Linked DNA regions of Pan troglodytes: region 1 is linked to region 2. A link is a contact called in public Hi-C data. All regions are on one chromosome and are shown on one strand. Each heading gives the region's core, a stretch centred on a gene start, on an enhancer-like site or on the middle of the called end of the contact. The rest is flanking DNA. Distances are from core to core; before and after follow the strand shown.

Region 1 (6,686 bases), core at 718-3,217, 42 kb after region 2:
CCATTTCTAAAAAAGAGAAAGAAAAAGGGCTAGGTACAATGGCTCATGCCTGTAATCCCAGCACTCTGGGAGGCCGAGGCGGGTGGATCACTTGAGGTCAGGAGTTCGACACCAGCCTTACCAGCATGATGAAACCACATCTATACTAAAAATACAAAAATTAGCCGGGTGTGGTAGCATATGCCTGTAATCCCAGCTATTCCAGAGGCTGAGACAGGAGAATTGCTTGAACCCAGGAAGCGGAGGTTGTAGTGAGCCCAGATCGTGCCACTGTACTCTAGCCTGGGTGACAGAGCAAGACTCAGTCTTGGGGGAAAAAAAGAATGAAAAAATTTAAAAAACTAAAAAAGAACTGGAGGCTGGGCGTGGTGGCTTACACTTGTAATCCAAACGCTTTGGGAGGCCAAGGCAGACGGATCACTTGATGTCAGGAGTTGGAGACCAGCCTGGCCAACATGGTGAAACCCCGTCTCTACTAAAAATACAAAAATTAGACAGGCATGGTGGTGCATGCTTGTATTTCCAGTTACTCAGGAGGCTGAGGCAGGAGAATCGCTCGAACCCGGAAGACAGAGGTTGCGGTGAGCCAAAATTGCGCCATCGCACTCCAGCCTGGGCAAGAGAACAAGACCTTGTCTCGGAAAAAAAAAAAGAATTGTAGACCATTTGCTTGTGTTCTTTCTCCGGGGATCAGATCTCACCCTCTTTCTGCCGTACTTCCTCATCTCCTACGTGTGGATGATGATATTGTGCCCTGTGCATGTTCTTCGTCACCAAAAGTGCCTCTCTCATAGAGCAGGTGAGAACTCAGTGAGGAGATGCAGGGACATGAGGTCTGACTTAGGGCAGAGCCCTAAGGTAACACATTTGATCTACTGTAGGTCCTTAATGGTGTCTGCAGAGCACCTCCCTGCACTGACTCAGCCTTAGCAAAGGGCAGAGGCTTTGCTGTGTTCCCTGCTGGGCCCAGAACTGTTTAGGTGCTCAAGAAAGCCTTCTAGGCTGGGCTCAGTGGCTCACACCTGTACTCCCAGCACCCTGGGGAGGCCGAGATGGGAGGATCGCTTGAGCCCAGGAGTTCCAGACCAGCCTGGGCAACAAAGCAAGTCTCCCATCTCTACAAAAGAATAAAAATTAGCAGCTGGGCATGGTGGCTCATGCCTGTAATTCCAGCACTTTGGGAGGCCAAGGCAGGCAAATCACTTGAGGTTAGGAGTTCAAGACCAGCCTGGCCAACATGGTGAAACCCCATCTCTACTAAAAATACAAAAATCAGGTGGGGCACAGTGGCTCAAGCCTGTAATCCTAGCACTTCGGGAGGCCAAGGTGGGCGGATCACGAGGTCAGAAGTTCGAGACCAGCCTGGCCAGCATGGTGAAACCCCATCTCTACTAAAAATACAAAATATTAGCCGGGCATGGTGGCAGGTGCTTGTGATTCCAGCTCCTTGGGAGGCTGAGGCAGAAGAATTGCTAGAACCCTGGAGGCAGAGGTTGCAGTGAGCCGAGAACACGCCACTGCACTCCAGCCTGGGTGACAGAGCGAGACTCCATCTCAAAAAATACAAAAACAAAAATCAGCCGGGTGGTGGCGGGTGCCTGTAATCCCAGCTACTGGGGAGGCTGAGGCAGGAGAATTGCTTGAACCTGGGAGGTGGGGGTTGCAGTGAGCCGAGATTGCACCACTGCACTCCAGCCTGGGCAACAGAGTGAGATTCCATCTCAAAAAAGAAAAAAATAATAATTAAAATGTTAAAATCAGGAGTAGAATCACAGAATGTTGGAAAGTGAGGCCCAAGAAGGGGGCTGTGTCCAAGTCCATGCATGGGAAACTTGACTGGGACACCGAGCACACACAGGGCAGGATCTCAGTTCCCCCCCACCAGAGTGGGGCGTGACCACAGGAACAGCCACCTCCAGTCAGCCTGCCACATGTCACCCCCTCAATGTTCCAGGTCTCTGGACACTATGGGCACACGACTCCTCCCGGCTCTGTTTCTTGTGCTCCTGGTATTGGGATTTGGTGAGTGTGGGCTTCCGGGGAGGGAAGCCTTGGGGAGGGGAATGAGCTCCAAGCATCTTCCCAGCCCAGGCCCTTCTTACCTCTGCCTCTGCCCTCTCCTCTTCTTCCTTCCTCCTTTCCCCCTGCTGCAGCCCCACGGGCTCTCCTGACACACTCTCCCCCTGCAGAGGTCCAGGGGACCCAACAGCCCCAGCAAGATGAGACGCCTAGCCCGACCTTCCTCACCCAGGTGAAGGAATCTCTCTCCAGTTACTGGGAGTCAGCAAAGACAGCCGCCCAGAACCTGTACGAGAAGACATACCTGCCCGCTGTAGATGAGAAACTCAGGTAGCACCTGCCCCTGGAGAAATGGGGTCTGGCCCATACCACCGACTGCATCCAGGACCCAGAAGTTGAGGCCCCAGCCCCTCCTCCCTCAGACCCAGGAGTCCAGGCCTCAGCCCCTCCTCCCTCAGACTCAGGAGTCCAGGCCCCCAGCCCCTCCTCCCTCAGACCCAGGAGTCCAGGCCCCCAGCCCCTCCTCCCTCAGACCCAGGAGTCCAGGCCCCCAGCCCCTCCTCCCTCAGACCCAGGAGTCCAGGCCCCCAGACCCTCCTCCCTCAGACCCAGGGGTCCAGACCCCCAGCCCCTCCTCCCTCTAACCATCTGTGCTTTCTCCCCAGGGACTTGTACAGCAAAAGCACAGCAGCCATGAGCACTTACACAGGCATTTTTACTGACCAAGTTCTTTCTGTGCTGAAGGGAGAGGAGTAACAGCCAGACCCCCCATCAGTGGACAAGGGGAGAGTCCCTCACTCCCCTGATCCCCCAGGTTCAGACTGAGCTCCCCCTTCCCAGTAGCTCTTGCATCCTCCTCCCAACTCTAGCCTGAATTCTTTTCAATAAAAAATACAATTCAAGTTGCTTCTCATGGATGGCACTGCTTTTCTGAGGACTCAAGGGCCAAGATGGAGGGGCTGACTCAGTCCAGCCAACATTTAATGAGCACCTACTTTATGTATGGAGCCCTAACCCATGGGTCCATGGGAATAAAGCAGTGAATAGTAACAATAAATAATCGTAACAGCAATTAGAGACTAATCTTTATTGAAGTCCGGCTTTCTCTCTTTTTTTATTTTTTGAGACAGGGTTTCACTCTGTCACCCAGGCTGGACAGCAGTGGTGCAATCTCGGCTCACTGCACCCTCCGCCTCCCAGGTTCCAGCGATTCTGTGTGCCTCAGCCTCTGGAGTAGCTGGGATTATGGGCATGTGCCACTGTGCACGGCTAATGTTTGTATTTTTAGTAGGGTTTTGCCAGTTGGCTAGGCTGGTCTCAAACTTCTGACCTCAAGTGATCCACCCGCCTCAGCCTCCCAAAGTACTGGGGTGACAGGCATGAGCCACCGCGCCAGGCCAAAATCCAGCTTTCTCATTTGTAAAATGACAAATCATAGATACAGCTAGTCCACAGTGGCCTCTGACAGTCTCCAGTTGTTAACGGTGAATGGTGTCCAGGTTTTTGGCGTCCTGAACAAAGAACTGGACAAAACGCACAAACAAAGCAAGGAAGGAATGAAGGGATTTATTGAAAAGAAACATACACCAAACAGAGTGGGAGCGGGCCCAAGCATATGGGTTCAAAAGCCCTGTTACAGAATTTTTGGGAGTTTAAACTCCCCCTAGAGGATTCCCCTTCCACTGGTTACTTCTGGTACACCCTATGTAAATGGAGAGGATGAAGAAAAGTTACAAAGTCATTTATGGCCTACCGGAGAGGATGTTTCCTGTTATAGCTGAAGTGAATTGGCCTTATGTTCCCTGCCTCCCTATTTTCCTGCCTTACAGTTGCTGGACTGACACATTTTTTATTTTATTTATTTTGTTTTGAGATAAGGTCTTGCTCTGTCGCCCAGGCTGAAGTGCAGTGGTGAGATCTTGGCTTACTGTAGCCTTGACCTTTTGGGCTCAAGAGATCCTCCCATCTCAGCCTCCCAAGTAGTTGGGACTAGGGATGCCCACTGCCACACCTGGCTAATTTTTTGTATTTTTAGTAGAGACGGGGTTTCGTCAAGTTGCCTAGGCTAGTCTCCAATTCCTGGGCTCAAGCGATCTGCCCACCTTGCCCTTCCAAAGTGTTGGGATTACGGGTGTGAACCACCGCACCAGGCCTGGGCTGACACTTTAAACGTGCCATTGCAATCAGTGTATAATGGTCCCGTGGCAGAGGGAGAATGGTGCCCAAGTCAGTACTTCTTGGCTGGGACCCAAGAAGACAAACCTCTAGGGCCGGCGTGGTGGCGCACGCCTGTAATCCCAGCACTTTGGTTGGCTGAGGTGGGCAGATCATCTGAGGTCAGGAGTTCAAGACCAGCCTGGCCAACATGGTGAAACCTTGTCTCTAATAAAAACACAAAAATTAGCTAGGGGTGGCCCGCGCCTGTAATCCCAGTTACCTGGAGGCTGAGGCAGGAGAATTGCTTGTACCCTGGAGGCGGAGATAGTGCCACTGCACTCCAGCCTGGGCAGCAGAGTGAGACTCCGTCTCTAAAAAAAAAAAGAAAAACTTATTAAAAAAAAATTGCAAGCAAAAAGCACAGAAGGCAGAAGGTGCAAATAAGCAGAGGCTCCATGGTCTGAAGGAAGCCAGTGCTGGGACCATGAATGAAGGGGGCTGGGGGCCAAGATTCCTGTATCCTGAGGGAGTCCAGGGTGGTACTGCTCCCCAAGTCCCATGGGTGGGGCTATTGGTCTCTGGGGATCCACTGCTTGTATTTCTCCTAATCTGCTTGGCATTAACCTCCTGCCAGGCTTTCAACACCCTTGTGGCAGTTTTCCCAGGTCCTGAGGCTGGGCAGCTGAGTCCAGTAAAAAACAGGGGCCCTGGAGAGGGACTGTGGGCAATGCCCCCGAGTCCCCGGGGCCTGGGAAGAACAGAGGCTGCCAAGCGCAGGGGGTGGTGGGGAGGGGAAGACCCTGGAGTAACAATCCCTGCTCTGTCCCCTTGGTTCCCACGGACTCGAGCCAAACCAAAGCACTGCCCGGACCAGTTCGGCTTCCAACCAATCCTGGTGCTGGCCTCAGACTCCTCCTTTCTTTCTCAGAACCCCATTCCCCTCAGGGCCCCCAGAGTCCAGGCCCCTAGATTCTTCTTCCCCTAGAACTCAGGAGTCTGGGACCCCCCAATCCCTTCTCCTCAGGACCTAGAAGGTTGGATCCCCAGCCCCCTTTCTCCCTTAGAACCTGAAATCACAGCCCTTGATCAGTATTTTGTGCCCCCTAGTGGAGAGAAGAGTGGGTCTGTCCTGTGACTGACTTACAGCAGGAATGGCAGAATTTTTTACTTATTATGATTTTTAATTTCTTTAGAGACAGGGTCTCACTCTGTCACCCAGGCTGGAGTGCAGTAGTGTGATCACAGCTAATTGCAACCTCGAACAAACTCCTGGGCTCCGGCATCCCTCCCACCTCAGCCTCGGAGTAGCTGGACCACAGGTGGATGCCACCACACCACCTAATTTTGTTAATTTTTAGTAGAGCTAGGATCTCGCTATGTCACCAAGGCTGGTCTTAAACTCCTAGGCTCAAGCGATCCTTCTGCCTCAGCCTCCCAGAGTGCTAGGATTACAGGCATGAGCCACGAAGCCTGGACGGAATGGCAGAATTTATTTGGTCACTCCACAGAGCGTAGGGAGGCTCTGCAGGGAACCTGCCTCCACAGGAGCCCTGTCCAAGGTCACACTTCTCATGAGAAGCTTAGACCTCATCATGCTCCAACACATTGGCCCTTGCAGTGTATGAGACTTGGAGAGCAGATTGCAGCAGTTTGTATTTATAGCTGAGAGCGCAGTTGGGGTTGCAGTGAGGCTGGAGAAAGTTTCAAAGCCCCTCACTTGCCTGGGCTTTCCATGGTCCTCTACCTAAATTTGTACAAGTCATTTTGTACTTTTTTTTTTTTCAAGACAGAGTTTCCCTTTTGTTGCCCAGGCTGGAGTGCGATGGCATGATCTCGGCTCACCACAACCTCCGTTTCCCAGGTTCAAGCGATTCTCCTGCCTTGGCCTCCCAAGTAGCTGGGATTACAGGCATGTACCACCATGCCCAGCTAATTTTGTACTTTTAGTAGAGATGGGGTTTCTCCATTTTGGTCAGGCTGGTCTCGAACTCCCGACCTCAGGTGATCCGCCAGCCTCTGCCTCCCAAAGTGCTGGGATTACAGTGTGAGCCACCACACCCAGCCAATTTTGTACTTTTTAAAAGAGGCCAGGCCAGGCGCGGTGGCTCATGCCTGTACTCCCAGCACTTTGGGAGACAGAGGCAGGCGGATCACGAGGTCAGGAGATCAAGACCATCCTGGCTAACACGGTGAAACCCCGTCTCTACTAAAAATACAAAAAATTAGCTGGGCGTGGTGGTGGGCGCCTGTAGTCCCAGCTACTCCGGAGGCTGAGACAGGAGAATGGTGTGAACCCAGGAGGCGGAGCTTGCATTGAGCTGAGATCATGCCACTGCACTCCAGCCTGGGTGACAGAGCAAGACTCGGTCTCAAAAAAAAAAAAAAAAGAGGCCCACAAAACACATAAGCTTCAGACCCCACAAGGTCTCTCCTCAATCCCTGTCTTAGTCTATTCACTTCATCCCTGGACTTAAAAGACTGGGCCTACACATTCAAAGAATCGTTATTAA
Region 2 (7,264 bases), core at 2,703-5,202:
AAGCCAGGTAGAATACTTAAGGCCAGGAGTTGGAGACCAGCCTGGCCAACGTGGTGAAATCCCCTCTCTACTAAAAGTACAAACATTAGCCGGGTGTGGTAGCGTGCTGCAACTGTAGTCCCCGCTACTTAGGAGGCTGAGGCACAAGAATCACTTGAACCTGGGAGGCGGAGGTTGCAGGGAGTTGAGACTGCACCACTGCACTCCAGCCTGGGTGACAGAGTGAGACTCCATCTCCAAAAAAAATAAAATGAAATAAATAAATAAATGTTAAAAAAAATCTGGTGGAGCATCTGATGGGTGTTTGGGCCAAGCTGGAGCTTTGTCCATCCCCTCTTATTTTTCTGCACTTGACTCTCTTATTTTTCTGAGACTGGTCTCCCTCTGTCGCCCAGGCTAGAGTGCAGCAGTGCAACTGCGGCTCACTGCAGCCTCCACCTCCCAGGCTCAAGCAGCCTTCCCACCTCAGCCTCCTGAGTAGCTAGGACCACAGGTGTATGCCACCAGGCCCAGTTAATTTTTTTGATAGTTTTGGGAGAGACAGGGGTTTCACCATGTTGCCCAGGCTGGTCTCGAACTCCTGGACTCAAGCCTTGGCCTCCCAAAGTGCTGGGATTATAGGTGTGAGCCACCACACCCAGCCAGGGTAGAAGGCACTTTGGAAGCATGGAGCCTGCCCCATTCATCTTACGTTAGTGGAAACTGAGGCTTCCAGAGGTTTCAAGGTCACAACTAAATCCAGAACCTCATCTCAGGCACACTGGTCGTAGTCCCAATGTCCAGTCTTAAGTCTTCTTGGATATCTGTGGCTCACAGATTTTGGGTGTTTGAGCCTCCTGCTGAGCACTGCTGGGGACACAGCGGTGACCAGCCCTGTCTTCACGGGACTCAGTGAGAGGAACAGATTCATCCGCAGAGTGGGCAGGACTAGGTTGGGGGAACCCAGGGGTCTGGAGGGCTTTTCAGAGGGCAGGGGTCACTGAGCGGAGAGCAGAGGAGGAGGGAGCCATTTGCTCCAGCGTGAAGTTGTTGGTGTGATGGGGTTTCAGGGTGGCAGGAGCAGTGTGGTTAGAGGTCTGGAAGCTGTCGGCATGTGGCTGGTATCCAAGGTGGCCAGGAACTCTGCATGGATATGGTGGGAAGCTGGCACGCCTCTCACCTCAGCTCTTCCCTGCAGGCTCTGTGGATAGCAACTGGATCGTGGGTGCCACGCTGGAGAAGAAGCTCCCGCCCCTGCCCCTGACACTGGCCCTTGGGGCCTTCCTGAATCACCGCAAGAACAAGTTCCAGTGTGGCTTTGGCCTCACCATCGGCTGAGCCCTCCTGGCCCCCGCCTTCCACGCCCTTCCGATTCCACCTCCACCTCCACCTCCCCCTGCCACAGAGGGGAGACCTGAGCCCCCCTCCCTTCCCTCCCCCCTTGGGGGTCGGGGGGGACATCGGAAAGGAGGGACCCCGCCACCCCAGCAGCTGAGGAGGGGATTCTGGAACCGAATGGCGCTTCGGGATTCTGAGTAGCAGGGGCAGCGTGCCCAGTGGGCCTGGGGTCCCGGGAGGGATTCCGGAATTGAGGGGCACGCAGGATTCTGAGCACCAGGGGCAGAGGCGGCCAGACAACCTCAGGGAGGAGTGTCCTGGCGTCCCCATCCTCCAAAGGGCCTGGGCCCGCCCCGAGGGGGCAGCGAGAGGAGCTTCCCCATCCCTGGTCAGTCCACCCTGCCCCGTCCACTTTCCCATCTCCTCGGTATAAATCATGTTTATAAGTTATGGAAGAACCAGGACATTTTACAGAAAAAAAACAAAAAACAACAAAAAATATACGTGGGAAAAAAAACGATGGGAGGCCTCCGTTTTCTCAAGTGTGTCTGGCCTGTTTTGAGCATTTCATCCGGAGTCTGGCCGCCCTGACCTTCCCCCAGCCGCCTGCAGGGGGCGCCAGAGGGCCGGAGCACGGAAAGCAGCGGATCCTTGATGCTACCTTAAGTCCGGCTCAGAGGGGCGCAGCGTGGCCTGGGGTCGCTGTCTCCCCATCCGGAACATCTGCCCTGCTGGGGGACACCACGGGCCTTCCCTTGCCTGAGGGTAGGGTCTCAAGGTCACTTGCCCCCAGCTTGACCTGGCCGGAGTGGCTATAGAGGACTTTGTCCCTGCAGACTGCAGCAGCAGAGATGACACTGTCTCTGAGTGCAGAGATGGGGGCAGGGAGCTGGGAGAGGGTTCAAGCTACTGGAACAGCTTCAGAACAACTAGGGTACTAGGAACTGCTGTGTCAGGGAGAAGGGGCTCAAGGACTCGTAGGCCTTGGAGGAGGGGCCTAGGCCAGCCATGGGAGTTGGGTCACCTGTGTCTGAGGACTTGGTGCTGTCTGGATTTTGCCACCCTAGGGCTGGGGTCAGCTGATGCCCACCACGACTCCCGAGCCTACAGGAACTGAAACCCTGTCTGCCCCCAGGGTCTGGGGAAGGAGGCTGCTGAGTAGAACCAACCCCAGGTTACCAACCCCACCTCAGCCACCCCTTGCCAGCCAAAGCAAACAGGCCCGGCCCGGCACTGGGGGTTCCTTCTCGAACCAGGAGTTCAGCCTCCCCTGACCCGCAGAATCTTCTGATCCCACCCGCTCCAGGAGCCAGGAATGAATCCCAGCCCCTCCCAGTTCTCGCTGTGTGGTTTTGCCATTCGTCTTGCTGCTGAACCACGGGTTTCTCCTCTGAAACATCTGGGATTTATAACAGGGCTTAGGAAAGTGACAGCGTCTGAGCGTTCACTGTGGCCTGTCCATTGCTAGCCCTAACATAGGACCGCTGTGTGCCAGGGCTGTCCTCCATGCTCAATACACGTTAGCTTGTCACCAAACATATCCGTGCCGCTGCTCCCAGTCTGATGAGCAAAGGAACTTGATGCTCAGAGAGGACAAGTCATTTGCCCAAGGTCACACAGCTGGCAACTGGCAGAGCCAGGATTCACGCCCTGGCAATTTGACTCTAGAATCCTAACCTTAACCCAGAAGCACGGCTTCAAGCCCCTGGAAACCACAATGCCTGTGGCAGCCAGGGGGAGGTGCTGGAATCTCATTTCACATGTGGGGAGGGGGCTCCCCTGTGCTCAAGGTCACAACCAAAGAGGAAGCTGTGATTAAAACCCAGGTCCCATTTGCAAAGCCTCGACTTGTAGCAGATGCATCATACTGTTCCCACCCCTCCCATCCCACTTCTGTCCAGCCGCCTAGCCCCACTTTCTTTTTTTTCTTTTTTTGAGACAGTCTCCCTCTTGCTGAGGCTGGAGTGCAGTGGCGAGATCTCGGCTCACTGTAACCTCCGCCTCCCGGGTTCAAGCGATTCTCCTGCCTCAGCCTCCCAAGTAGCTAGGATTACAGGCGCCCGCCACCACACCTGGCTAACTTTTGTACTTTTAGTAGAGATGGGGTTTCACCATGTTGGCCAGGCTGGTCTCAAACTCCTGACCTTAAGTGCTTCGCCCACTGTGGCCTCCCAAAGTGCTGGGATTACAGGCATGAGCTACCGCCCCCAGCCCCTCCCATCCCACTTCTGTCCAGCCCCCCAGCCCTACTTTCTTTCTGGGATCCAGGAGTCCAGATCCCCAGCCCCCTCTCCAGATTACATTCATCCAGGCACAGGAAAGGACAGGGTCAGGGAAGGAGGACTCTGGGCGGCAGCCTCCACATTCCCCTTCCACGCTTGGCCCCCAGAATGGAGGAGGGTGTCTGGATTACTGGGCGAGGTGTCCTCCCTTCCTGGGGACTGTGGGGGGTGGTCAAAAGGCCTCTATGCCCCACCTCCTTCCTCCCTCTGCCCTGCTGTGCCTGGGGCAGGGGGAGAACAGCCCACCTCGTGACTGGGGGCTGGCCCAGCCCGCCCTATCCCTGGGGGAGGGGGCGGGACAGGGGGAGCCCTATAATTGGACGAGTCTGGGATCCTTGAGTCCTACTCAGCCCCAGCGGAGGTGAAGGACGTCCTTCCCCAGGAGCCGGTGAGAAGCGCAGTCGGGGGCACGGGGATGAGCTCAGGGGCCTCTAGAAAGATGTAGCTGGGACCTTGGGAAGCCCTGGCCTCCAGGTAGTCTCAGGAGAGCTACTCGGGGTCGGGCTTGGGGAGAGGAGGAGCGGGGGTGAGGCAAGCAGCAGGGGACTGGACCTGGGAAGGGCTGGGCAGCAGAGACGACCCGACCCGCTAGAAGGTGGGGTGGGGAGAGCAGCTGGACTGGGATCTAAGCCATAGCAGGACTCCACGAGTTGTCACTATCATTTATCGAGCACCTACTGGGTGTCCCCAGTGTCCTCAGATCTCCATAACTGGGGAGCCAGGGGCAGCGACACGGTAGCTAGCCGTCGATTGGAGAACTTTAAAATGAGGACTGAATTAGCTCATAAATGGAACACGGCGCTTAAATGTGAGGTTGGAGCTTAGAATGTGAAGGGAGAATGAGGAATGCGAGACTGGGACTGAGATGGAACCGGCGGTGGGGAGGGGGTGGGGGGATGGAATTTGAACCCCGGGAGAGGAAGATGGAATTTTCTATGGAGGCCGACCTCGGGATGGGGAGATAAGAGAAGACCAGGAGGGAGTTAAATAGGGAATGGGTTGGGGGCGGCATGGTAAATGTTTGTGCTGGGATTAGGCTGTTGCAGATAATGGAACAAGGCTTGGAAGGCTAACCTGGGGTGAGGCCGGGTTGGGGCCGGGCTGGGGGTGGGAGGAGTCCTCACTGGCGGTTGATTGACAGTTTCTCCCTCCCCAGACTGGCCAATCACAGGCAGGAAGATGAAGGTTCTGTGGGCTGCGTTGCTGGTCACATTCCTGGCAGGTATGGGGGCGGGGCTTGCTCGGTTCCCCCCGCTCCTCCCCCTCTCATCCTCACCTCAACCTCCTGGCCCCATTCAGGCAGACCCTGGGCCCCCTCTTCTTCTGCTGGTCTGTCTTCCCCTTGAGAGGAAGGCCCAGGTCTGAGGCTTCTGTGCTGCTTCCTGGCTCTGAACAGCGATTTGACGCTCTCTGGGCCTCGGTTTCCCCCATCCTTGAGACAGGAGTTAGAAGTTGTTTTGTTGTTGTTGTTTGTTGTTGTTTTGTTTTTTTGAGATGAAGTCTCGCTCTGTCGCCCAGGCTGGAGTGCAGTGGCTCCCAGGCTGGAGTGCAGTGGCGGGATCTCGGCTCACTGCAAGCTCCGCCTCCCAGGTCCACGCCATTCTCCTGCCTCAGCCTCCCAAGTAGCTGGGACTACAGGCACATGCCACCACACCCGACTAACTTTTTTGTATTTTTAGTAGAGACGGGGTTTCACCATGTTGGCCAGGCTGGTCTGGAACTCCTGACCTCAGGTGATCTGCCCGTTTCGATCTCCCAAAGTGCTGGGATTACAGGCGTGAGCCACCGCGCCTGGCTGGGAGTTAGAGGTTTCTAATGCATTGCAGGCAGGTAGTGAATACCAGACACGGGGCAGCTGTGATCTTTATTCTCCATCACCCCACACAGCCCTGCCTGGGGCACACAAGGACACTCAATACATGCTTTTCCGCTGGGCGCGGTGGCTCACCCCTGTAATCCCAGCACTTCGGGAGGCCAAGGTGGGAGGATCACTTGAGCCCAGGAGTTCAACACCAGCCTGGGCAACATAGTGAGACCCTGTCTCTACTAAAAATACAAAAATTAGCCAGGCATGGTGCCACACACCTGTGGTCTCAGCTACTCAGGAGGCCGAGGCAGGAGGATCGCTTGAGCCCAGAAGGTCAAGGTTGCAGTGAACTATGTTCAGGCCGCTGCACTCCAGCCTGGGTGACAGAGCAAGACCCTGTCTATAAATACATAACGCTTGTCAAGTGATTAAACCGACTCCCCCCTCACCCTGCCCACCATGGCTCCAAAGAAGCATTTGTGGAGCACCTTCTGTGTGCCCCTAGGTACTAGATGCCTGGACGGGGTCAGAAGGACCCTGACCCACCTTGAACTTGTTCCACACAGGATGCCAGGCCAAGGTGGAGCAAGTGGTGGAGACAGAGCCGGAGCCCGAGCTGCACCAGCAGGCCGAGTGGCAGAGCGGCCAGCGCTGGGAACTGGCGCTGGGTCACTTTTGGGATTACCTGCGCTGGGTGCAGACACTGTCTGAGCAGGTGCAGGAGGAGCTGCTCAGCTCCCAGGTCACCCAGGAACTGACGTGAGTGTCCCCATCCTGGCCCTTGACCCTCCTGGTGGGCGGCTATACCTCCCCAGGTCCAGGTTTCATTCTGCCCCTGTCGCTAAGTCTTGGGGGGCCTGGGTCTCTGCTGGTTCTAGCTTCCTCTTCCCATTTCTGACTCCTGGCTTTAGCTCTCTGGAATTCTCTCTCAGCTTTGTCTCTCCCTCTTCCCTTCTGACTCAGTCTCTCACACTCGTCCTGGCTCTGTCTCTGTCCTTCCCTAGCTCTTTTATATAGAGACAGAGAGATGGGGTCTCACTGTGTTGCCCAGGCTGGTCTTGAACTTCTGGGCTCAAGCGATCCTCCCGCCTCGGCCTCCCAAAGTGCTGGGATTAGAGGCATGAGCCACCTTGCCCGGCCTCCTAGCTCCTTCTTCGTCTCTGCCTCTGCTCTCTGCATCTGTCTCTGTCTCCTTCTCTCGGCCTCTGCCCCGTTCCTTCTCTCCCTCTTGGGTCTCTCTGGCTCATCCCCATCTCGCCCGCCCCCATCCCAGCCCTTCTCCCCGCCTCCCACTGTGCGACACCCTGCCGCCCTCTCGGCCGCAGGGCGCTGATGGACGAGACCATGAAGGAGTTGAAGGCCTACAAATCGGAACTGGAGGAACAACTGACCCCGGTGGCGGAGGAGACGCGGGCCCGGCTGTCCAAGGAGCTGCAGGCGGCGCAGGCCCGGCTGGGCGCGGACATGGAGGACGTGCGCGGCCGCCTGGTGCAGTACCGCGGCGAGGTGCAGGCCATGCTCGGCCAGAGCACCGAGGAGCTGCGGGCGCGCCTCGCCTCCCACCTGCGCAAGCTGCGCAAGCGGCTGCTCCGCGATGCCGATGACCTGCAGAAGCGCCTGGCAGTGTACCAGGCCGGGGCCCGCGAGGGCGCCGAGCGCGGCGTCAGCGCCATCCGCGAGCGCCTGGGGCCCCTGGTGGAACAGGGCCGCGTGCGGGCCGCCACTGTGGGCTCCCTGGCCGGCCAGCCGCTGCAGGAGCGGGCCCAGGCCTGGGGCGAGCGGCTGCGCGCGCGGATGGAGGAGATGGGCAGCCGGACCCGCGACCGCCTGGACGAGGTGAAGGAGCAGGTGGCGGAGG

The links. A called contact is a pair of places that touch in the nucleus more often than the background predicts.
Region 1: a contact with region 2 is called in a Hi-C map of induced pluripotent stem cells, with 2.8 times the contacts expected there. The contact joins the promoter of APOC2 here to the promoter of APOE in region 2. A contact is called at or near these places in 4 of 7 Hi-C or Micro-C datasets (blood, induced pluripotent stem cells and stem cell-derived neural progenitor cells), 1 of 1 datasets of contacts at active chromatin or transcription factors (stem cell-derived excitatory neurons) and 1 of 1 other capture datasets (stem cell-derived neural stem cells).

The regions. Positions count from the first base shown.
Region 1 is chr20:47,902,070-47,908,755 of NHGRI_mPanTro3-v2.0_pri, forward strand. It overlaps APOC2 (apolipoprotein C2), which reads left to right and starts at 1,968. Exons shown (of 3, transcript NM_001243899.1): 1 at 1,968-2,022; 2 at 2,190-2,349; 3 at 2,685-2,775. The coding sequence starts at 1,968. The coding sequence ends at 2,775. LOC129138105 (a long non-coding RNA gene) reads right to left here. Exons shown (of 2, transcript XR_008541082.1): 2 at 3,570-4,547.
Region 2 is chr20:47,858,189-47,865,452 of NHGRI_mPanTro3-v2.0_pri, forward strand. It overlaps APOE (apolipoprotein E), which reads left to right and starts at 3,953. Exons shown (of 4, transcript NM_001009007.1): 1 at 3,953-3,987; 2 at 4,756-4,821; 3 at 5,973-6,165; 4 at 6,732-7,264. The coding sequence starts at 4,779. TOMM40 (translocase of outer mitochondrial membrane 40) reads left to right here. Exons shown (of 10, transcript XM_016936178.4): 10 at 1,178-1,837. The coding sequence ends at 1,317.